6 separate regions of the Mus musculus genome follow, and regions 1, 2, 4, 5 and 6 are each linked to region 3. Evidence: chromatin contacts called from public HiChIP or PLAC-seq and Micro-C data. All regions are on one chromosome and are shown on one strand. Each heading gives the region's core, a stretch centred on a gene start, on an enhancer-like site or on the middle of the called end of the contact. The rest is flanking DNA. Distances are from core to core; before and after follow the strand shown.

Region 1 (3,514 bases), core at 660-3,159, 300 kb after region 3:
TTTCTCTGGATTTTAAAAGCTATTCGGAAACAACTTTTGGTAAAACAAAACACGTTTATTTAGTTTGCCAGCCTGTAGAGGACGGCTCCTGCTTTCTCTCTGACTCGCCTGCAACATTGTGATGGTTTTACAGAAAAGGTGACAGAAGCCAGGAGCTGGGCATGCGTTACTGTAATGGGGACAAGCTGTCAGGGCTGTGTCCCATCTGTTCTTGTGAAGCTCATTCATCCTCTGGCTGTCCCTGGAACCAGGGCTAATTAGTCCCTGTCTTTCCCCCAGCATAGATGCCTGGAGCAGTAGTGATTCTTAGGATCCATTGTATCAGCCCCCTCCCCCTTGAATATTCTGGTAGCAAGGGGGAGGGACATAGTATTCCCCATTAGAATAGCTCATCAGGACCTAAGCAGAGGTTCATGGTTATAGCAAACTGCTTCCCCAGCATATGAGGAGGGCCTGGGCTTGGTCCACAGCACTAAGAAATAGTAGAGACACCTACTGGACTTGTTGTTGTTGTTGTTAAAAATCTGGCTAGTTACTGTTTATAAGAAACATCCCAGGGCTGGCGAGATGGCTCAGTGGGTAAGAGCACTGACTGCTCTTCCAAAGGTCCTGAGTTCAAATCCCAGCAACCACATGGTGGCTCACAACCATCCGTAATGAGATCTGACGCCCTCTTCTGGTGTGTCTGAAGACAGCTACAGTGTACTTACATATAATAAATAAATAAATCTTAAAAAAAAAAAAAAAAGAAACATCCCAGGGCAGGAATGTTTAAATGTAAGATTAGAAAGAAAGAAAGAAAGAAAGAAAGAAAGAAAGAAAGAAAGAAAGAAAGAAAGAAAGAAAGAAACTCCAGGTCATACCATGAATGAGAATTGTGTGCCTGGCGCCAGGTATGGTGAAACTCTATTAGAATCTGAACCCTGTAGACCCATTGTTTTTTTTTTTTTGTTTTGTTTTGTTTTGTTTAAAAAAAAAAAAAAAGCTACATATACCGGAAGGAACCAGGTCTGATGCTGCCTGACACCAGAGGCACCACACACAAGAAGCCATACTCTAAAAAAACCTGTCCCTTTTGAGTTTCCTCAGCCTCAAGAGCATCTGGAAGACAAGGTCATTCCACCTGCACCTTCAAAATTCTCTTCAGACAATCAAAAGGATGCCAGAACTTCTTAGATGCAGAAGTAAGTCCTCTCTATCTCTAAGCCCGTGGGGTTGCTGTAACCTGCTGCATGGCTTTCCCTTTGGCACAGATGGCTTCACAAGTGCTCGGCAATCACAGCCACACAGTTTTTCCTTTTAATCTGTCCCGCCCTCAGAATCCTGGGGATCGGTTTGGCACATTCTTAATATACAACAATTAGAGTGTTTGCTTGTCTTGCAGCCTGAAGAGTCTCACGTCTGAGCTCAACAGATAAAATAGTGAGGTTGGCTGTGTACTGTAGGACTGACGGCCCCAGGGGGAGCCTGCCTGATGGTCAGAGAGATGCTTTCCTGTGCTTTCCAGAATGGCAGCAGGTCAGACCGACTCCTTCGAGTTGAGAGATTGCAGCCACTTCCTATCCAGGGAATCCAGCCCCTCCTCCCCTTCCCAGGCGGTCGGTAGACTCTTCATGGAAAGATCCATGCTCCCTGATTACAGGAAACAGTTATAGGATAATGGAGCAGCATCCCCCAGCTCTCCAAAACGGTTCCAGGGACCAGTGTCAGGCTCAGAGATCGGAACATGGTGGAAAATGAGACCTAAAATGAGACCCAAGGGCTACAAAATTAGCATATGAGAAAAACCTAGTAAAGAGGGAAGCTGGAACTGCCTTCTCTTGCATCTGGCTGGAGCCACTGGCACAGCTGCAGAGGCACTCCAGAGTGTCTGCGGGTGACCTGCCACATGGCCTGCAGGAGAAAGGCAGTGCTAGGCACGTGACCTCAGAGGCTTCCGTATGGGACATAAGTAACCCTGTCCTTTGCCGAGTGCTAGTGCCAAGCTTCCGAACATTTCTCTGTTTGGGGTGCTTCCTCCCTGGGAGCTATCTTCTTTCTTAATATATTCTTCAACCTTATTTTCTTCTGTTCACGTGTCTCTGTCCAATTCCCTGTTGCAGATACAGAAACCCAGACCCCTAGTGGGCACCCACGGAAACGCAGCATCCGTAGGATCAGCACTGGTCAACAGCCAAGGTACGGAACCAGTGTAGATGCTCATCAACAGACCAGAAGAGACCATATGTGTATACACAGCAGAGTTTTATTTAGCTGTAAATAATGGAATTATGGGTTGGGCAGTGGTGGCACGTGCATTCAATCCCAGCACTTGGGAGGCAGAGGCAGGCAGATCTTTGAGTTCAAGGCCAACCTGGTCTACAGAGCGAGTTCCAGGACAGCCAGGGCCACGTAGTAAGACCCTGTCTTGAAAATACCAAAAAGGAAAGAAAAATAAGAGTGAAATTATGTCCTGTGCCGAGAATAAGACACCTCATTAACCACAATAAACTAAACTCTCGAGGACAAATCTGTCCTCTGGCAATGCAGTATTAGGAATAGGGGTGAAATGAGGAAGAATAGTGGGGGCTTTTGTTGTTGTTGTTGTTTTGGTTTTTTGTTGTTGTTGTTTTTACATTCAATAAGAAACCGTTCTGATATATAAAGCAAGCCTATTAGAATCTGACAAAAATATTATCATGGGAGATTTTAACATCCTCTGGAGAACTAGTATATCTTTGTTTTCACAGACAGAAGATATGGCAGAAGTACAACACTCAAGACAAAACAACTTGAACCAGACAGGGTTCCTCGTAGAGAACCAAAGCCACTCCAACCAAGTGCTTACATCACAAAGGAATACAGGGGCTGCTTTCAAAATTATTGCCAAGTCAAGAAACACTGAGGGTTCCTAAACATAATTTTTAAAAAAAAAAAATTGCATCTAACAGTTTCTGGCAGATAATATATATTGTATGAACCTTTATTAGATAAAAACTGAAAGCTCTAAGCTGCAAGCATTGTGAGATTGAGTGCTTCAGTTCAGATCGTCACTGCTATAATTCAGGTGCCAGAAAGCTGTTGCTGCTGAGGCTGAAACAATTTGATGTCAGCCCAGCCCTGCCTCCTGGGTACCACCCAGGAGGATGATGGTCTCTGGCCACCTTCCCACTCCTGTATACTACTGTATAAGACTTCTTAGTCCCAGATAAGTCATACATAGAACACAAGTTGTCATATACTCTTGGAAATTTAGAGTTGGCTTTTCAGCCCTTGTGATTCAAAGGAGACCAGTGTAGCAGGGGGAGATGAAGGCCGAGCACCAGTGAGTGAGTTTGGGTACAAATGGCTGAGAACCAGCCTGTGGTAGAGTGAATAAGAACAACCCCCGTAGGCTCCTATGTTTGAATGCTTAGACACCAGGGAGTGGCCCAATTTGAAAGGATTAGAAGGATTATGAAAAGTGGTCTTTCCGGAGTGGGTATGGCCTTCCTTGTTGGAGGAAGTGTGTCACTCACAGTGGACTTTGGAGTTT
Region 2 (3,618 bases), core at 544-3,043, 400 kb after region 3:
AAAAATCTGCATGTAAAACGTTGAGGGTCCCTGACCTAGTTGTTTTTAATTGGTAAATAAAATGGCCAGCGGCCAATGGCTGGGCAGGGAGACAGAGATGGGACTTTAGGATTTGAGGGCAGAGACAGAGAGAGGACTGAGAACCGCAGTGTCGGGAAAGGAGAGAGACCAGGCCTGAGGGTGCAGGAGGGAGAGCACAGCAATCATGGAAGAGCCTGGAAGAGCAGCCCCAGCCCCTGCCCCCATTAGTCTAGGACAGCAAAAATGGAATATAGATTTTATTAAGTAACAGCCCAGGAGTATTGGAGGGGAGGTGCAAGCCACGTGGAAGTTTGGGAATGGCCCAGCCATTGAGCTCTTTAAGGCATATTAATATAGAAGGCTGTGTGTGTGTGTCTCTTAGTGTCTTACACGGCTTCTGCTGGGGTGATTTGAGCAGGACTTATTGGTTACAGCAGTCTATATCACTAATTTTATTTGTTTGATTTTTCAAGACAGGGTTTCTCTGTGTAGCCCTGGCTATCCTGGAACTCATTCTGTCGACCAGGGTAGCCTCAAACCCATAGAGCTCTGCCTATCTCTGCCTCCCAAGTGCTTGAACTAAAGTCATACACCCTCACCGCCTGACAGTACTGTAATTTTAAAGCTAGGAGTACTTTGTATAATCTACTATAGTAACTGCAAAGCACATAACTCTATTCAAATCTGAGGTGCTTTTGTGGTTTATTTTCTTTGAGATTTCTAGGAAGTTTAGATGAATCAGGACACAAAAAACAATAAAAACATTTAATGGTCCACAAAATAAACAATTAAAAAATAATTGTAAAATAATGTTTTTGGAAAGAGAAAAGGTAGGTATCTTGTTGAGTGCTGCCCAGTGGAACCATCACTCATATTTTGTTTCTGGAAGGACAATGTGTAGGGACACTTAAACCTGCCTGCTGCCCTGTACTAGAGCGCTCAGATTTGCATCCTTGCGTTGCCCCATCATCTATGAAATAACATGTCCACACACAATAACACCACAGGGAGGAAGACTGCAGCTGCTCAGAATGGTTATACTCTATTACACGGGTTATTTCCTAACACTCTAGTCTGTCTCTTTCTTTTTTTTGCTCCACTGTTCATGTAAACGTTGGCCAGTATCAGTGTTAGGTCTCGGGCAGTACAACAACCAGTGCATATACCCAGAGCCCACGGTGGGCTACAGAAGGCTTGCTGACAGCTGTGTAAGCCAGCACTCCTTAGGAGCTGGTGAACCTGGTTCCTATTGCCAGGAGGGGTCATTTCCCTTACCTAAATAACAAAGCCCACGCCTGACCTCCATGCTCCCTCCATCCCCATGTTAGACATTAAAGCGAGCACCCTTAGATCCCCACTCTCTTCACACCCCTCTGGCTGGTCTCCCCGCAATTCCCTCGCTCGCTATGCTGTCTCTCTTGCTTCCCTAGCTCTGGCCATATTCAGCATGCTCCCCCAACAATAAAAACCTTTCCCTTAGCCGGACTATGGCGTGGCTTCTTTACTAATCCCTTTGCATACAATCAGGAAAACGACTGGAAGGAGGGGCCAGCATCTGCATTTGAATCCTGAGCTCTAGCTGTACCATTTTAAGAAAGGAACTATTAAAATTCAATTTTATGAAAATAAGATTCAGAGAAGCTATCAATTTGCTTGAAGTCACAAGTTAGTAGGTGGCTGATCCAGCCTGGTCCAGTTTGTCCTCTAATAGCAGACAGAGCAACAGTAGCATCTGAGCAGGCGGTGGGGTAGACAGAGCAGGGACAGAAACACAGGCTGCCTGCAAGAGCCGTGCCCACCGTCACAGCCCTAACGGCTCTGTGTACGCACACAGGTCCTGAGACTGTCTCATGTGATTAATGGACTGTCATTTCCCAACATTTCCAAGGTCCTTCTGCTTGTCAGCTGTTAGACGCCACTATTTTTTTTCTCTGCTGGGTAAGTCACATGGTAATACAACACATGGTAATAATAAAACACACTCTGAGGATCATAAGCACTGCACAGTCTGTCCTTGATGGCAAATGAGGAAAACTTTAAGTTCTAGATCTGCCATGATATCAAGACAACTGCAAAAGGAGGACTGAGTTAATAAGCAAGTAGCCCACACTGCAGCCAACTCTAAAGCCAGATTCCCACTCCATCTCTGTGAGGTGGTGCACCTCCACAGTCCTAGGATGCAGGAGGCTGAGGCCGGCCTGGGCCACATAAGAAGTTCCTGTCTCAAAACAAACCATCCAAACAAACAAAATATAGGTTCTGTAAGGTTAAATCATATTTCCTATGCCCTATTTATTAAATAAGCTTTGGGGCCTGTTTATTTCTGTCAAGAGGTTACAAACTGAAGCATGATTTAAAGTTAGGCAGTGAGATGGCTCAGTGGTTATAGACCTGCGTGCCATGAACTTGTGTCCCAGCACTGGAAGCCATGCAGAGCTGTCCTCTCGCCTCCAATGTGCACTGTGCACATGCACTCACACACAAATCCTGCACGTGATAGTCAAACAACTTACAGCCTACCATGGTTAAGTTAAAAAATCCTCATAGTGAAATAGTTTTTCCTTTTTTCTTTGTATGTGTGTGTGCATATGTTCCATGTGAATGCACATATACACACGGAGGCCAGATGACAACCTCACATTTCTTCACCAGTCTGGAACTCACCAAATAGGCTAGGCTGGTGGGCAGTGAATCCCAGTGACCTGCCAGTTTCTGCACGCACAGGGCAGGAATTACAATCCAGCACCACCACGCCTAGCTTCTTATGCTTAAACCAAGGTTCTGGGCTCTACCCAAGGCCCTCAAGTTCGCAGGACGAGCACTTTCCAGCTGAGTTGGAATATCTTTTTTTTTTTTAAATCTTTTTTAATATACTACAGACATTAAGTTGATAAATTAATTAAAAGATGCAAACAATGATTTGTAACTTGTTTTCAAAAGAAAGAAAATATTTTTAAATTAAGTTCTGCAAGTATCTCAGATTGCTTGTAGACCAGTTTATAAGTGGACTGGTTTTAGGGTATGGTATAAAACATATGGAGCAGTAATAAACAAATCTCTCTTCTCAAACACTAAGTCTTTGCTCATACAAGTCCAACATTCTTATTTTCTTTTCTGAGATAGTCTCATTATGTAGACCTGCTTGGCCTTGATCTTGTGACCAATGTTCTTGCCGCTGCCTCCAGACTGCTAAGAGCACAGGTCTGCGCTGCCAGGATAAGCAAACTGAAAACTCCGAATGCGAATGTCCGAAATGCTTAACAATCTAGAACTTTATAAGCTTGTGTGATAGGTGGGTCAAAACACAAGTGTACTAAACACACTGTATAACCTTATCTCTGTGCTCTGAGTGTAAGAAACGGACGAATCAGTGTTTCTACTTCAATTTGGCCCTAAGATCTCTTATAATGAAAATATAAATATTCGAAATGCCAGAAACCTGAAAGCTGAAACACTTCTGGTGCTAAGCATTTTAAGTAAAGCATAGTCAATCTGTGTAAAATAAGTAAAATAATTTTCAGCCCCACACTACATGTGTGTTTAGAAGAACTAATTCTTTATTTATGCACGTGAGTGAATTGTTTTATCAAGACTATC
Region 3 (4,070 bases), core at 1,229-3,728:
CACCTAGCCAGACATCAAGCTAGGATAAAGAAAGGCCTGCCATCTGCTCTGGCCCTGACTGATACAAGAACATCACCAACGAGGTGCCTCTTTTGCCATTGACAGAGTGGCATTTAAATTGACTTACGTGACCAGTTGGTGAATTCGAAATATTTCATTTATTTATTTATCTTTGCTTTTTTTTTTCTTTTTTTTTTTTTTTTTTTTGGCAACAGGGTCTCATCCTTTAGCCTAGGCTTATCTGGAACTCACTGTGTAGCCTAGAGTAGCTTTAAACTAACTCACAACAATCTTCTTGCCTTCAGCATCCCAAGTACTGAGATTATAGACATGAGCCGCCAGACCCAGCTATAGAACGAAAATTCAGTATTGTGGAGGGGCAAAAAAAAATTGTCCACAGGGGAATCTCTGCCTCAGTCCTCAGTCCAGAGACTAGAAGAAGACAGAGCTATAAAGTCAAGGCAGTGTCCTTAGTGACTCCTGTCCTCCGTCACCCTTCCCAATCCCCCCCTTTACCCCTCATCCCTCTTTCCCACGATCACCTGCTCTCCGGGGTGCTTTGATAACCTCTTCCATGCTAAGGGGCTAAGGATACCCTGGGGAGGTCTATTCTAGAAAGTTCTGAAGAACTAAGCTGTGGCCTTTGCATTCAGATATACACACACCTACATACCTATCCTCCGGTACCAGGGATTAACCCGGTGACTTTGCATACAGCAGTTAGTGCTGTACCACTAAGCTGCATACCCAGTTCTCTAGTCTAACTTCGTATCGCAGGCCAGGGCAACCATTAAGCAGCTAAAGATCACAAGTAGATATGGTCTGACCCGTGAATAAGGCTGAAATTTTATTCCTGTGAAATTGATTTTGATGAGGCTGATCCCAGTCTAGGCCCTTGGACTTTCCTATATAAACATCTGAAAACAATTTTCCCAATGTGTATACAGTGAGTGTATACATGGGGACCACTCCTGTGGCCCACAAAGACAGCCTGTGGTCAGCTGTGGAGACACGGGGAGAAAATCCAGTCTGTACTTTCATCTAATTGGGTCCTCAGGACTTGGGAACTCTCCTGCTCTGATCTGGTTCTCCTAACCCAAGCCTATGCTTGGCTAACAGAGTGTGTGGGAGCAGCTCTCTGCTTTCCCTGGTGCTGTGTTTGGGAATGCTGGGAAAAAATGGTCTGAGTCCATGTTAAAGATACAGAGGGGCCCCAGGTAGCCCTGCAGGCTGAGGATGGAATCCCAATCAATGGCCTAAGCCCCACTGTAAGGAAAAACTTCTGGGGCGGGGACGCAGTGCCACCGTGTGGCCGCCACGCGCGGCTTTTCCAAAGGCCCAAAGAAACACCTATCCAACTAAAGCCTGGTGTTCCAGTCAGCATCCAGGCAGACATGATACTGGAGAAAAAGCTGAGTGTTCTACATCTTGATCCAAAGGCAGCCGTCAGGAAACTGTCTTCGCGGGCAGTCAGGAGGAGGGTCTCTTCTGCCCTGGGTGGAGCTTAAGCATAGGACCTCAAAATGACAAACTTCCCCCAACTAGCTCACACCTACTCCAACAAGGCCACACCTCCTAATAGTGCCCCTTCCCATGGGCCAAGTATATTCAGACCACCACACTCAAAACTCAATATGTATGTATGTATGTATGTATGTATGTATGTATAGGGGTGTGTGTGTGTGTGTGTGTGTGTGTGAGAGAGAGAGAGAGAGAGAGAGAGAGAGAGAGCGAGAGAGAGAGAGAGAGAGAGAGAGAGAGAGAGAGAGAGAGAGAGAGAGGCATGCATGTGCCTCGGTGTTCCTATGGAGCTCAGATGACTTTTGGGAGCCCGGGTTTTCTCCTTCTGCCTTGAATTCAGGGTCAGACTCAGGTTGCCAGACTTGAGTACCAAGCATTCTTTACCTTACTGAACCATTTCACACTCTTGATTTCATTGCTCACAAAACCCTAAGAATCCCTACTATCACCACTGTAAAATTAGTCGGACTACATATATTCTAATCCGTTAAGGGTTTCTTCTTCCTCCTCCTCCTCTTCCCCTTCCTCTTCTTCCTCTTCCTCTTCTTCCTCTTCTTCTTCCTCCTTCTCCTCCTCCTCTTCTTCTTCTTCCTCCTCCTCCCCTTTCGACTTCCCTTCCCCCCCCCTCCTCTTCTTCTTTGCTTTGATTGCCCTTTGCTTCTTTTCTTTGATAAAGATATTTTACTTTGGATTTCTAGGTTACATCTAGTTTTGCTCCCTATCTGACCAGAAAGTACTTCGAGAAGCCACTGTCCATGCCAACTGTAAGCAGAAGGGGCAGATGCATATCTCAGAAGAATATTTGTGGTGGAGCAAATATTCCTCAGAATTGAAACATCCCTTCCGGGAGGGATGTAAGACCCAAGAAATGAACAAAACTGAGCTGTCTCGGGAAGCCTCTGGGACGCATAAGCCTCCCAAGGCCCTGTCCATAGCCCAAGGAGTACGACTGCTCAAGCGTAGTCACAATTGCTGAGGGGAGGGGCCGGACTCACTGACTTCCTGCCCTTTCCCAGAGAGCCCCAGGGCAATAGCCCATTGTCAGTCAGGCTGAGGTGGGTGTGGGACGTAAAACCACTCCAGAAAGTTTGGGAAGATAAAGCAAGTCTAGAGTCTGAGATTCAGGTGACTCCAGCTCCCTGCTAGACTCCTGACTTGAAACATGTGCCATGCTTCTCACATAAAAGAAACATGTCCTACGGTCATGTAGGCCCCAAACAGACTTCTCCATTCTAATGAGGTACCTAGAGGCCCAGAGGGCTCAGCCAATGAGCTTTCCCTTCCCAGACATCCCTTCTGGCAAAAGGCATTTAATCTCGGGCCCACCCTGAGAAGTGGGTACGGTTTACACACTCATTTTCCACCATGACAATAAACTGTTTAGAACCATGGACTGACTCTTTTCATCAAGATCTGCCTGTTGTGGGGTGCCATGAAGAAGGCCTTCGCCTACAGAGCCACAGCCTAGTCTCCTGGAGAAGGCCTCTCTGGGCTCCCAGCCACAACTGCCACCAAGCTTGCTGCCAGGCTAAGGACAATCATCCCCATGGGACAAGTTGGAGCTCCCCTCCCTCACCCACCCTCCACTACGGGCTGGACACCTCTCTTCTGCAACTCCCAGGGCGCCTGGATGTCTAAGAGCCTGAGAACCCCTCTACCTCTGCCTTGTCTCAGGCCCAGGGACCCCTGAACCAGCTCCAGCTTTCTCACATCTCAGACTGCGCTTTCCCACCCTGGAGCGATGCCTCCCTACAGCCCAGCACCTGCCCTGGCATGGGGTAAGCACAGTCAAACTCTCTGAGTTCTGCCCTGTGGCAGAGTGGACAAGGGCCTACGACCCTACTGTACAGTTAGTTTGCCTCTGAGCCATCCACAGTAGTGATGGTTTGTATATTCTTGGGCCAGGGAGCGGCCTTGTACGAATAGGTGTGACTTGGCTGGAATAGGTGTGTCACTGTGGGTGTGGGCTTAATAGCCTCACCCTAGTTGCCTGAAAGTCAGTCTTCCACTAGCAGCCTTTGGATGAAGACATAGAACTCTCAGCTTTGCCTGTGCCATACCTGCCTGGATACTGCCATGCTCCCACCTTGATGATAATGGACTGAACCTCTGAACCTGTAAGCCAGCCCCAATTAAATGTTGTTTTTTATAAGACTTGCCTTGGTCATGGTGTCTGTTCACAGCAGTAAAACCCTAACTAAGACAACAGTGCCACAAGGAACCCAGATACACCCACTGGTTTGCCAGTGGACTTTGGACTTTGATGGGATTGTTTGGTCTGTTAGTGCCCAGAGGGGTAGCAGACCAAATTTTATCTCCCCTGGGGAAAAAAAAATCACACAATGTTTTGGTCCTAAACGTTGTTAGAAAAATGGAATGGATTGCCTTAAAGATAAAGCAAGTGGGCTGGAAAAAAAATAAAGCAGGAGTTATGAGCATTGCCTGCTCTTCTAGAGGTCTAGAGTTCAATTCCCAGCAACCACATGATGGCTCACAACCATCTTTAATAAGCTCCAATGTCCTCTTCTATCATGCAGGCATACATGCAG
Region 4 (4,087 bases), core at 1,359-3,858, 350 kb before region 3:
TAGGCTTTGGTTAGATGACTGCGGAAGGAGTTTACTGGTGAGCAACTCTCCCTCAGTTCCTACTCAAGGCCTGTACATTCCATGGAGCACTGGTGAGTGGCTGGGGGTGTGAGGGTGTGTCTGTCTGTCTGTCTGTCTGTCTGTCTGTCTCATTGGCCCCTAGTTCATCCAGCCCCAGACATCTTCTACCAATACAAACAATACAAGTTGTCAAATCCATGCTGTTGTGACACTATATAGCCTGAAGGGTAGGTCTGCATAGGCCACTAATGAAGCCCCTTGTTCTACCACTGTCCAAGTAAGAGTATAGGGGCTGTCTGAGACCTGGGAAACCCTCATCCTTCCCATAACATCTTCTGAATCCTGTTCTGAGAGCTCCTGTTTGGAGTAGGCTAGCCTAGGCTTTCTTGTTCCACATGACAGGAGCTCTTCAAAGCAGAACAGAATGGAAAGTGGCTGTTACTGTGTTTGCTGCAAAGAGGAATTTTACCTGGGCCCATGCTGGGAGACTGTGTGTGCAATCAGACAGAGTGCTGTGTTGTAAATCTAATGCCTCTCAGGGTTTCTAAAAAGAGCACAGGACAGCAGTTGGGCACGTCTTTATGTGTGACACTGGAAAAGACCGTATCCTAGGAGCTGTGCTTTGGCCAGCTCTCTGAGGCAACAAGTGTCCAGTGTGTCTAAAGGGCAGGGAATCTTCAGTGAGTGTACTGACAGAGCTTGTCAAAATGAACGGGTGTGGTGGCACATGACTTTAATCCCAGTACTTGGGAGGTGGAAATAGGCAGATCTTTGAATTCCAGGCCAGCTACATGGTGAGACCCTGCCTTTAAAAGAAACAAAATGAAGCTTGTCTTGAGGACCAAAGGCAGAGAACAGGAGGTGAGAATCCAAAGCTGACCTCGACACTGCCTTCTCTTCTCCTTTGATCTTGCCCCCCACACACACACACACCTCTAGCAGGAGTACCCACAGTACCAGAGTGTAGGGCATGTGTGGACAGGGATTCCAGCTTCAAGCATGAAACAAACCACTAGTGTCTGCAGCATGGAGACCACGTTTGTAGTTGCTTAAACAAGTCAGTAGCTTTTCTCCCTAACTCAGAATACCCAGCAGGCTTGTGTGGTGGCCCTGTCATCAAGGGACCCACACCTTATTTCCCACTGCTCTACATTTGCAGTTGTACTGTCCCTCTTGTCTTCTAAGACGGTAGGTCCAGCCTCACTCCCATGTGCACTGTCTAGTGACAGGAGGAAGGGAAGGCCACTGTAGGTGCTGCATCTCCTTCAACATCAACCTTAGCAGCCAGGAGCTGCTCGTGGTCTGCAGCTCTCACAAGAGGCCCAGGACTGTTGATTTGAGCCAAGTAGCAACATGCTCAGCTAAGACGTTCCCCGTCTACATGGTAGGGGATGGGCATGGAAGAGAGATGCATACTTCCCACTTCCATCCTCTAGTTCTGACATGCTCTAATACTGCAGAGGGCTAGCTGCATTCACACTGGCAGCTGGGGGCTCACATTTGAATGGTACTGAGCCCCTGGCCTTGGTTATTTAGAACCCTGCTCATCATTCCCAGACAGATTTTACCTCGCTTGCATCCATGTTGCTTTTATCATCGCAACTCACAGAGCCAAGTATACGAGAAAAGATGGATGAATTGTCTCTGTCCTCATAAATGAGAATATGGGCCAGATGGTAGTGACACACACATTTAATCCCAGTACTTGAGAGGCAGAGGCAGGTGGATATCTGTGAGTTTGAGGCCAGCTTGGTTTATAGAGCGAGTTCTAGGATAGCCAGGGCTACACAGAAATCCTGTCTCAAAATTAAAAAAATAAAATAAAATCAAGTGAATGTGGATCCGTGTGACATTTTAGCCCCATCCATTGCCTGAAATGTAAAGGCTTACTTAGAAGACAAGCACACACACCTTGCAATTACAATCACCATATCGTTAGAAGTGATGGGAAGAGAAGTGACTGGGTGACAGCACCTAGTAGAGGCTAAAGAATAAAGACATGCAGGAGGGATATGGCAGAGTGACACTGTGGAAAGACCCAAGAATGGGTAGAGTCCCAGGTCCTTTTAGAGTCACCCTGCCTATACCTACTTCATGTCTGTGGGAGTGTTGTCATGGCCTGTGCTAAGTCAGCCCATTAGTCTTAGGTTCCTAAGGCCTAGCCAGCTCCTTGGACCTCCTTTTCCACATGGCCTTTTGGACATCAGAACTCAGACGACTTTGGTCACACCCACCTTCTTCAGTTCTGGTGTTTGTTGGTCAGGAGTCTCATCGGCTCACCCACACCAGAAGCTTTTTAAGGATAGAGATTTTCAGGATAGAGAATATCTTGCATCAGCAAGGTAGCTGACAGGTTAGCACCTAGAGTGGCTTGCATCAGACTGTGACCTGGTTTCTGTAGCTCTCTTTGGTTGTGGAAAGGCAGGTGGATCTGGACCTCAGGGTGGTGGGCTTTCCTGTGCAGCCTCCCTTGTGAGCCATAATGAGCCTTGCAGGCTTAGGTCAGGTCACACTGGTACTTCAGTCCTGTCAGACCAGAAAGTAAGAGTCCTCAGTGTTATAAGCCTTTGCCACTAGGCCACCATGATGTAATTCCTCTGACCTCTCCAGCCAGGGAAATGATGGGGAGGCCTGTTTGATAGTCCACACTCTACTTTATACTTACAAAATGCACATAGAAATCATTGGCTCTGCACTCCCAGGGCTCAGGATGTGTCATGTGCAGTGTCGCCCTTAGGCTCTGCCTCTAGCCCTTCCTCGCCCTTCAGGAGTTATAAGTAAGAGACTGAGCCAAACATAAGTAGGCTTCTGGCCAAAAATTGGATTTGACTGAGAAACTAGCAGGAATATTTTTCTGGTGGCTCATCTCCTTCCTGTCTACCCTACCTACCAACCTAGAAGAGATCTAGGAATCCCCTGACCTTCCACCGTGGCTACAAGCAGTCCCAGCTTTCTTTAACAGGCCTGTCCATAAATCTCCCTTGTTTCTCATCTTTGAAGAAGCCGCTCTGTCAGGGAGTTCTTACTCAAGTGTGAGGGGAGGGAAAGGCCACTAGTTTCAGACTGCAAGTTCTTTTCACTCCATTTCACAATATCCATTTCCCAGAAACCACAGGTTTTTGTTTTGGGTTTGTTTGGTTTTTTTTTTTAAATGAGTACCCAGTAGGCAGGATGCCCAACGCACAGCCTGCTAGATTCAAGGCCAACCACCTGGAGAGAAAAGGAGTCGGTCACAGGGTTTGCCTGTGGTGGGGCTGCCTCTCACCACGGAAAATAGGGACTTAAACTCCCACTATTTGTAGTTTGCAGTGGTGGACTTAGTGGGTTGGGAGGCTTGAAGAGACAAGAATGATATTTGAAATTCAAGGCTTAGTTTAGGATATAACGTTCTGGTGAGCATCTTAGTTCCCTGCTAAGTCAACTACAGGAAAGATGAAAGGAGGCTAAAATGGAGCAGGTAAAAAGAGAAAGGAAGCCGAGAGACTCAGCTAAAGAATGGTCTTCATGATTTCTCTGTTTCTGTCAGTCTCCCCCCTGACCCCCAACCCTGACCCCCTGCCTCCAAACAGGTCCTTCTTTGTATTTCTAACTGTCTTAGAACCTGTGATGAGACCAGGCTGGCCTTGAACTCACAGACATCTGACTACCTCTGCCTCCCAAGTACTGGGATTAAAGGCGTGCACCACCATGGCCAGCCAGTCTTTCTGTCTCTTGAGGGGTTTGTGCATGTGATGACTAGAGTTTGATATTGACTGTCTTCCTCAATCATGCCCCACCTTATTTAAATAAAGATCCCAAATCAGTTATACTGGCTCACCTCAAGAAATCTCTTATCGTGTCTCCCAGCTCTGGGATTTCAGGTAAATGGCACTGTACCCAGATTTTTACCTGGGTCCCAGGGAGCCAGGCTATGTTCTCATGCTTGCATGTAGCACTTTACCAGTTGAACAGTATTCCCAGAGCCCACATGCTGGCTTACTTTCTTTCTTTTTTTTTTTTTTTTTTTTTTTTTTAAAGGATTTATTTATTATATGTAAGTACACTGTAGCTATCTTCAGACACTCCA
Region 5 (3,732 bases), core at 265-2,764, 470 kb before region 3:
CTTGTGAGTCACTTGTTAAAAACCCATGGAAGTATATGAGGATCTGCAGTAGGAGGGCATATATGAGGATCAGAGATTTCATATGTAATTATCACTAGGAATACTTAATGTATCCTAATAAACAACTTTCTTTTAAGTTTGATTTTTATGTATGTGTCTGCCTTCATGTTAGTATGAACATGCACATGGGAGCCCACAGTGGCCAGAAGCCGGCATCAGACAGGCTGCAGACAGTACTTGGTGACTCCGAGGGGTGCTTGCTGCTTTCTCAGAACCCATGTCAGTCATTCCAGTCCCTGGGAATCTGATACTCTCTTCTGGTCTTCATGGTTATATTCACACACATGCACATAGACACCCCCTACACACACACACACACACACACACACACACATATGCACATATGCACATAAAATCTTTATGCCTTTAATTCTAGCACTAAGGAGACAGGCAGATCTCTGAATTCAAGGCCAGTCTATTCAGAGTTCCAGAACAGCCATGGTCACACAGAGAACTCAGGTCTCAGGGTGGGATCAAGATGGGGTGAAAAAGAATTTACTGTTTTCATTAAGTGAAGACCTGAAGACCTGTGTTCAGTCACTAATATCCATATAAAAAGCTTGTTGTTATGCCATGTGCACTTGTAATTCTAGCCCTGCAGATTCGGACATAGAAGGGCCCTAGGGCTTACTAGCTAGCCAACCTCACTTCCTGGGTAAGTCCCAGGTCCCCATGAGAAATCCTATCTCAAAAGACAAAGTGGGGTTGGCAAGATGGCTTGAGCCCTGATGACCTGTCCGTGTGCCCCAAACCCACATGAAAGTAAACGGAGAGTGACACCTCACAAGTTGTCCTCTGTGTGTCATGGCACATGCACCCAATAATAAAAACTTTTTACATTTTAAAAGGACTAGGGACACAGTTCCTGAGGTTTAACATCCAAGGTTGACCTCTAGTCCCCACACACAGACACACAGCCACACACACACATACTTACACACATAGACACACATACCTGAATTATTTCTTCCTCTTATTTTTTAAAATTTTTGTCTACATTACTAAATGTACTTAATAGATTCTTAACATCCTGTATTACTGGCCTGTTGCAGCTTGCTGCTGTGAAACAACAGCTAAGTTGCCTGTGATCAAATGTGGGTCCCTGAGCAAAAATGATCAATAATTTTAGAAATATAAAGCAGAGTCATTTTAAAGGGCATTGAGTCCCCTGGGGCGGCAAGAAATGGTGTCATTTTGTTTCAGTCTTACTCTGTAGCTGACAGTAGACTTTTTACTATGGATATCTTAGAACATGCAACTTTTTAATTTTTCTGCAGTCTTTGTACTGGTATAAATACATATAAACTGTCTGTAATGGGAAAATGTAATTATATCAATGAAATGTATTTTTGTCAAGATATCTTTTCTCTAATTGCTAGCTAGTGCAGGGAGGGTTTTCTGGTTCTAGTGAGTAATGGCCTAGTCATGTTTCCTCAAAGCCATCAGACAGGGAGAGCTTCCCATTTCCTGAAAGCTCTGGACAGCACAGTACAGAAAGTGTGACTCCAGAGAGTCACTGGCTTTAGAAGAGGGTTGCGTGCAGGACCCTTGCTTTGCCAGAGGCTTCTCCTTGTGCACGTTAAAGTGAAACAGGAAAACGTGACAAAATGTGGGGCTGGAGAAATGACTCAGCAGCTAAGAGCACTGGCTGTTCTTCCAGAGGTCCTGAGTTCAATTCCCAGCAACCACATGGTGGCTCACGACCATCTGTAATGGGACAGCTACAGTGTATTGATATAAATAAAATAAATAAATCTTAAAAAAAAAGTGACAAAATGTGTTTGAAAGCAGTGCCTGCCTTCTTCAGTCTGAAATCTTTTATGTGTAATCACTTTCCTTCAGTGAACTGGGAGAGCCTGATCGCCACCCTGGCATGTTCCTCTTACTCCTGGTGTTGGAGAGACTGTACCCATCGCCGATGGACGGCACATCATCTGCGCTCAGCTTGGCCCCTTTTGTTCCTTTCATTATCAGGTAGTGTCATATTGCAGGGAACTTGAGAGAATGTTCTATCTTGTTCTTATTTGGAGAATTATAATCAATATATTGTCTTAGGGAGCCATTTTGTGAAAGCAAGAGAGTGAAGCTTTCTGCTATTGCTCCTGACTGTTCTCCAGTGCTTTCTGAGCAGTTACCTGTGCTTAGCCCCTGGGTGTGGGCGCCTATGGCTGTGTTGATAGTGTTTTCCTTGGAGACCGGCTAGTGGGTGTGTGATGTTGATCGGAAGTATCCCTTTTGAAAACACTGCCTATGGTTTGTATTGAACAGTATTGGGCCAGCCAACACAGGTATGCTGGGCGGGCTTGATCCTAGCATGTATTCCCTGCCCTGTGGTTTAAAAGAATATTAAGGCACCTGGCTCTTTACTCTGTGGAAGTCAGAGCAACCAGGACCTGGTGTGCCTGTGGCAATGCCACTTAGCCCATTGTCCCACTTAATCTTCTGTTTCAAACTTGGGGTGCCTAAAAGAGATGCAAAAGCATAATGCATGTGGGTGCACACCAACTACAGGATACATCACCAAAGGCCCCAGTACCTCTTCTGAAATGGCTGTCACTTTTTAGTTTTTGACTGTGCACCTTAACGTGTGATCCTCAAAAAGCATTTGTGTTTTCCTATGACTCACTTTAGAAGCTATAATATTATTATCAGCTCTTACTCTTCGGAGTTCTTGACTAGCATGTGCCTTTCATGGATCTATTGAAATTTGAGATGGACTTGGGGAAGCACAAGAACACAAAGCTTGAGTGTGTTTATTATTTGTGCAGCATCTTGTGTTCTGCTTCCTGGGCTCACATAGTTGACTTACGCATTTCCATGTGAGAAACCATGAAACACGAGGTTCTGACATGTGATGCTGTGGCCATTTGTTTGCCACCAAGCCTGGGCTGTGGTTGTGCTATCTGTGATCACAGAGGTGACTCACTGGGACTGGCTTGGTTTCCGATACAAAGTTACCGTCTGCCTCCTCCAGTATTGGGTGATTCATTTTAGAAATTTGGTGGTAAATTTTACTTTCAAGAGCCTTAAAAGTGTTCTCTTTCATGAACATTTGTGTGTATTTGAGGGGAGGATGCAGCTAAGCAGTGTTTCAGAAAGTTGATAAAAGGGAAAAGGTACAAACAGTATCAGCGCCATTAGAAATCAAGATGTGCTGTGCACCATCGGCTATGTCGAGACCATTCATTCTGCAGAGGCTTTTACCACACCATCTGTTGTTGGTTGTTCCTAGAGACAGGAAGTTGCTACATTGAAAATACTCTTCCAAATGGACCTACTTATATATAATCTGAGTATGTGCATGGTCCTGAGAGATAGTCAAAGATTACAGTAGTATAGAAGATTTAAATACTACTCTGAAACCAGGTTGTAGAGAGCATTGAAGTCCTTAGTAAGTGTGTGTTGTTGACATAGGCATGACCATGTCAGTGAAGCTGGTGCCTGGCCCCATGGGTGAAATTTCCCTGGATAAGATTCAGAGAATGGCAGCACCTTCCTCTCAACCATGTGGGGATGGTGATGGTGACTGCAGGAAATGTTCACAGCTACTCCGCACCACCCGCGTTGGGAGCCCAAGTTCATGGCCTAAAGATTGCTCCCCTACAAAGAGACTGCTCCTACTAAGATTAGCTAATCCTGTCTCCTTTTTCAGTTGTATATGGTAACCCTGCT
Region 6 (3,538 bases), core at 129-2,628, 450 kb before region 3:
GAACGTGCACTGTGGACATAAATACTGCACATTCCCTTTCCATCCTTCTCTGGGGGACTTGTACATGCCATTGCCCAGCACTGTACATGCCATTGCCCAGCACTGTACATGCCATTGCCCAGCACTGTACATGCCATTGCCCAGCACTGTACATGCCATTGCCCAGCACTGTACATGCCATTGCCCAGCACTGTACATGCCATTGCCCAGCACTGTACATGCCATTGCCCAGCACTGTACATGCCATTGCCCAGCACTGTACATGCCATTGCCCAGCACTGTACATGCCATTGCCCAGCACTGTACATGCCATTGCCCAGCACTGTACATGCCATTGCCCAGCACTGAAAGGAATGGTGTGCATGCAAGCAGCCATCAGCCGCGGCTACCTCTGCATGCATGTGTCTGCCACATGCGGTGGCTGGGTGCTGCTGAAGGGGTGTGCAGCTGCCATTTTAGTTTAAAAATTAGCATCTGGGTAAGGCCTAGCAACCACGCAGCAGAGTGCGGGTGACTGCAGAATCATGCATCTCCTAAGGCCCAGCCCCAAGGGATCACATCGTCCTTCTCTCATGTTCTGTTGTGGCTTAATAGTGTCAGCATTTCTTCATGTGGTTTTGTTATGTCAGTCACAGTTAACTTACATACAATCACCGATTTACCTGCAGATACATGATATTTTTGTTTTGTTTTGCTCATCAGACCTGACAATGTGCAGTTTTTAGCTTAGCAAGTATCTACAGTTCTTATTCCTCACTCATTAATCCGAAGGAAGGATTTTTTTTTTTCAGTTTAGCTCCAAAACTCCAAAAGTCCTGATTCATTTATATTTGGTATATTTGAATGGAGAAACCCGTGACGAACTGAGTAGAGGATGTAAGTGCAGTTGTTAAGTCCTAGCTACCAATGCAAGTGGGCAGGAAAAGGCCAGTGCAGTTGGCAGGAGATCATTTGATGAATTAGAAGCAGGTTTAGGGGTCTAAAGAGAACCTGTTAGCCTGGACCATCACTGAATGCTTTGAGAATGTGAAGATGACATTCACAAATGTATATAGATTTTTTTTAATTTATTGGATGCAAACTTTCTTTTAATTATTTCTTCTATACATGCACACATTTTTCTAAAGGCAAGATTTGGGACAGCATTCAATGGAAAACATCTTTGCTGTAATAGCAGTGGAGTGAACCGTGCATGATAAATTTGAGCCCTAGGCCTGGAGAATAAAGGTGTGAGAGCAGTCAGTTGGCCCAGAGAGACTGAAGCATCTTCTCTGCTGTGCAGCTTATTTGGATGGAGAGTGAGGGTGGGGCTCTGTGAGCACGTGCAGGATGTTTGGTACAGGATGGAGAGTGAGGGTGGGGCTCTGTGAGCACGTGCAGGATGTTTGGTACAGGCAAGGCTCTGTTTCCTGTTTTGACACAGAGAACACTGGAGACAAACAGAGAATATACTTGCTCACAGAAGCTTTAAGTTCTCAGATGACCCTACCTGTCAGATTATAATAACCGGTTGCCGCTCATCTGGTGGGCACTGTGTTTTCCGTTCGTTACCTTATTTGAGCTCACAGTAGCCTTAAAAGGTAAGCAAATCTTAGAAAATCTGTTGACTTTCCCTAAGACCCTCACTAGTGAGAGTACTTGAATCTACACCAAGGCATGCTAGATTCCAGAACATGCTCTCAAGTCTCTGTTCTCAGTGTCATTCAGTATTGTAGACAAGGTAGTGGCCAGGGGTTGCCGTGGGAAGAAAGGGTAAATGAGATGCATCCTGCGAGCTTACACAGACAGGGCTGTGCGCTTGTAATAACTTCGTAGGGATGAAAGCAATGGCTCTGACCAGAGGTAGTGCAGCAAGGTTGACAAAAGAGCACACGCCCTGTTAGAATTCAGATGGAGAGAAATAAGTTATCCAATGGCCCCAGGGTCAACGCACATTCCAAAGGCATTCCAAATGAAGCAGCAATGAAGAGTTGTTTAATAGTGTAACTTGGAAACTATTGCTCCTCCCCTAGGCTTCAGAGGGACCCTGGAAGGTAGGGTTGTCTCAGTCATTAGTGGGCACCATTTTCCAAGAGCAGATAGCTGAGCTGTATGGAAAGCAGACCACAGTTGCTGGTATTTATGAGCAAGTTTAGTGAGGGGAAGTCTTGGGACATAGCTGAATCACAAAGTTTATTAGTGTTCAAAGTGGGATGAGAAACCACTTCTGTGGTTTTCTATTTTAATAGTCCTTGGATTCTATTGTTTGTTTGTTTGTTTGTTTGTTTGTTTGTTTGTTTTTCAAGACAGGGTTTCTTTGTGTAGCTTTAGCTGTCCTGGAACTCACGCTGTAGGCCAGGCTGGCCTCGAACTCACAGAGATCTGCCTGCCTCTGCCTCCCAAATGCTGGGATTAAAGGCGTGCACCACCACCATCTAGCCTAAATTTTCTAACATATTCCTGTCCTTGTCCCCAACAACTGTCAAAACAAACCTGCAAGTGTATTTTTGCTTAGTGTTTATATGTGTGTATACACATGTACATATATCTGTTTTTAACTGTAATCTAACTTCCTGCTTATGTAATTTATACTAGAAGATTGTAAAATTACTTTTGACTTGCTTCATGATGAATGCTATTAATTAAATTTTACTTTATAAATTTCCATCTTTAGCAAATGCATTGCTTTAAAATTTTTTTTTAAATTGCATCTATTTATTTTGTGAGTATATATGGGTTTGGGTACATACATGCCATAGCACATGTGTGAAAGTCAGTTCTCTCTTTGCACCAGGCTGGTCTGAGGGAACAAGCCTTAGAACTTGCTCTGTAGAGCAGGCTAGCTCTACATAATGATCTCTTCCTCTTAGGTTGTTGGGATTAAAACCGTGGACTAGCATGACGAGTAAACATGCATTACTGTTTTAGGATAATTTTAGTTCTGTTTATTAACACAATGGTATGAAAGGTTATGAGTTTAGTAAGTACCTAAGGCAGGAAAAAAAAAAGTGGAAGTTCTGACATTGTCCTACTTTCCCCTGTATAAATGCCATTTTGGAAAAGGTCGAGAGTAGAGGGAGGGCCATTCTTTAGTGTAAGGCTGCTGCTAATTGGAAACTAAATATCTATAATCATTTCATTGTAATTGAAAGGGAACATTTATATATAAGATCCCTTTTGGTAACATAAAACCCTATAACACAGGGTGTGAGTTGGGGCTGGGGACAGACTAGGAAGCTTCAAAATAATAGCTGTGCAATGTGAAATCATTTGCTAATTGCAAAGCATTTTCAAAATATTTTCTTTGTTGAATGAACTTCTGTCCCTATAGGCCAAGACAGATATTCTACTGTGTTTACCAATTACAGGTTAAATATTTAATTGTTTTAAAGGAAATAAGTAAGAAACTGGGTGAGTTGTCAGAGCCAAGTTAAAAGCTGGGAAGGAACTCACAGGTACCAACTGAAGCCTTGGCTGCCCTTCCCGTGTGTCCCGTCTGTGTCGTGTGCTGATAGGCTGACTGTGGTTTCCACTCAATGTCTACTCTTTCTCTCCTCTG

The links. A called contact is a pair of places that touch in the nucleus more often than the background predicts. HiChIP or PLAC-seq counts read pairs in DNA pulled down with a chosen protein or histone mark.
Region 1: a contact with region 3 is called in an H3K4me3 HiChIP or PLAC-seq map of embryonic stem cells, with 14 read pairs. The contact joins two enhancer-like sites. A contact is called at or near these places in 1 of 15 datasets of contacts at CTCF or cohesin (embryonic stem cells), 3 of 484 Hi-C or Micro-C datasets (embryonic stem cells and uterus), 14 of 115 datasets of contacts at active chromatin or transcription factors (T-cell acute lymphoblastic leukemia, bone marrow-derived macrophages, embryonic hindbrain and 6 more) and 1 of 9 other capture datasets (embryonic stem cells).
Region 2: an H3K27ac HiChIP or PLAC-seq map of embryonic stem cells shows a contact between it and region 3, with 3 times the contacts expected there. The contact joins two enhancer-like sites. A contact is called at or near these places in 1 of 39 promoter capture datasets (neural stem cells), 10 of 484 Hi-C or Micro-C datasets (the C2C12 cell line, adipose-derived mesenchymal stem cells, cerebral cortex and 3 more), 7 of 115 datasets of contacts at active chromatin or transcription factors (embryonic forebrain, embryonic midbrain, embryonic stem cells and 1 more) and 1 of 9 other capture datasets (embryonic stem cells).
Region 4: a contact with region 3 is called in an H3K27ac HiChIP or PLAC-seq map of trophoblast stem cells, with 5 times the contacts expected there. The contact joins two enhancer-like sites. A contact is called at or near these places in 2 of 15 datasets of contacts at CTCF or cohesin (the NIH/3T3 cell line and large pre-B cells), 6 of 484 Hi-C or Micro-C datasets (the 4T1 cell line, bone marrow-derived macrophages, double positive thymocytes and 3 more) and 18 of 115 datasets of contacts at active chromatin or transcription factors (SST interneurons, bone marrow-derived macrophages, craniofacial prominence and 12 more).
Region 5: a contact with region 3 is called in an HNF4G HiChIP or PLAC-seq map of pancreatic cancer cells. The contact joins two enhancer-like sites. A contact is called at or near these places in 2 of 15 datasets of contacts at CTCF or cohesin (the NIH/3T3 cell line and large pre-B cells), 2 of 484 Hi-C or Micro-C datasets (cerebellum and cerebral cortex), 15 of 115 datasets of contacts at active chromatin or transcription factors (CD8 T cells, the NIH/3T3 cell line, the SCID.adh cell line and 11 more) and 2 of 9 other capture datasets (adipose tissue and embryonic stem cells).
Region 6: a Micro-C map of embryonic stem cells shows a contact between it and region 3, with 2.3 times the contacts expected there. The contact joins two enhancer-like sites. A contact is called at or near these places in 1 of 15 datasets of contacts at CTCF or cohesin (large pre-B cells), 2 of 484 Hi-C or Micro-C datasets (bone marrow-derived macrophages and embryonic stem cells), 9 of 115 datasets of contacts at active chromatin or transcription factors (the SCID.adh cell line, T-cell acute lymphoblastic leukemia, bone marrow-derived macrophages and 5 more) and 2 of 9 other capture datasets (adipose tissue and liver).

Annotation. Positions count from the first base shown.
Region 1 is chr17:83,562,421-83,565,934 of GRCm38.p6, reverse strand. It overlaps Gm34801 (a long non-coding RNA gene), which reads left to right. Exons shown (of 8, transcript XR_877032.2): 3 at 1,090-1,184; 4 at 1,385-2,178. Among named protein-coding and RNA genes, the nearest start is that of Gm34801, 3.7 kb to the left of the region's middle. Within about 2 kb of position 1,909, at least 22 of the 459 cell types and tissues checked have an H3K27ac peak or open chromatin away from gene starts, as enhancers often do. A contact at or near this core is called in embryonic stem cells, where this site is marked.
Region 2 is chr17:83,465,291-83,468,908 of GRCm38.p6, reverse strand. All of the region lies in intron 19 of Eml4 (echinoderm microtubule associated protein like 4), which reads right to left. Gm46594 (a long non-coding RNA gene) reads left to right here. Exons shown (of 3, transcript XR_003952356.1): 1 at 1-3,618. Among named protein-coding and RNA genes, the nearest start is that of Gm46594, 6.0 kb to the left of the region's middle. Within about 2 kb of position 1,793, at least 5 of the 459 cell types and tissues checked have an H3K27ac peak or open chromatin away from gene starts, as enhancers often do. A contact at or near this core is called in embryonic stem cells, where this site is marked.
Region 3 is chr17:83,864,004-83,868,073 of GRCm38.p6, reverse strand. It overlaps Gm35125 (a long non-coding RNA gene), which reads left to right. Exons shown (of 3, transcript XR_877036.3): 3 at 2,220-3,536. Among named protein-coding and RNA genes, the nearest start is that of n-TIaat17, 4.1 kb to the right of the region's middle. Within about 2 kb of position 2,478, at least 14 of the 459 cell types and tissues checked have an H3K27ac peak or open chromatin away from gene starts, as enhancers often do. A contact at or near this core is called in the NIH/3T3 cell line, embryonic stem cells, pancreatic cancer cells and 1 more, where this site is marked.
Region 4 is chr17:84,214,457-84,218,543 of GRCm38.p6, reverse strand. All of the region lies in intron 36 of Thada (thyroid adenoma associated), which reads left to right. Gm36279 (a long non-coding RNA gene) reads right to left here. Exons shown (of 4, transcript XR_385852.4): 4 at 1-2,547. Among named protein-coding and RNA genes, the nearest start is that of Gm36279, 24 kb to the right of the region's middle. Within about 2 kb of position 2,608, at least 56 of the 459 cell types and tissues checked have an H3K27ac peak or open chromatin away from gene starts, as enhancers often do. A contact at or near this core is called in the NIH/3T3 cell line and trophoblast stem cells, where this site is marked.
Region 5 is chr17:84,332,328-84,336,059 of GRCm38.p6, reverse strand. It overlaps Thada (thyroid adenoma associated), which reads left to right. Exons shown (of 38, transcript NM_183021.3): 28 at 1,903-2,034. Among named protein-coding and RNA genes, the nearest start is that of Gm24492, 46 kb to the right of the region's middle. Within about 2 kb of position 1,514, at least 92 of the 459 cell types and tissues checked have an H3K27ac peak or open chromatin away from gene starts, as enhancers often do. A contact at or near this core is called in the NIH/3T3 cell line and pancreatic cancer cells, where this site is marked.
Region 6 is chr17:84,311,566-84,315,103 of GRCm38.p6, reverse strand. The region is part of intron 28 of Thada (thyroid adenoma associated); the gene reads left to right. Among named protein-coding and RNA genes, the nearest start is that of Gm24492, 26 kb to the right of the region's middle. Within about 2 kb of position 1,378, at least 40 of the 459 cell types and tissues checked have an H3K27ac peak or open chromatin away from gene starts, as enhancers often do. A contact at or near this core is called in embryonic stem cells, where this site is marked.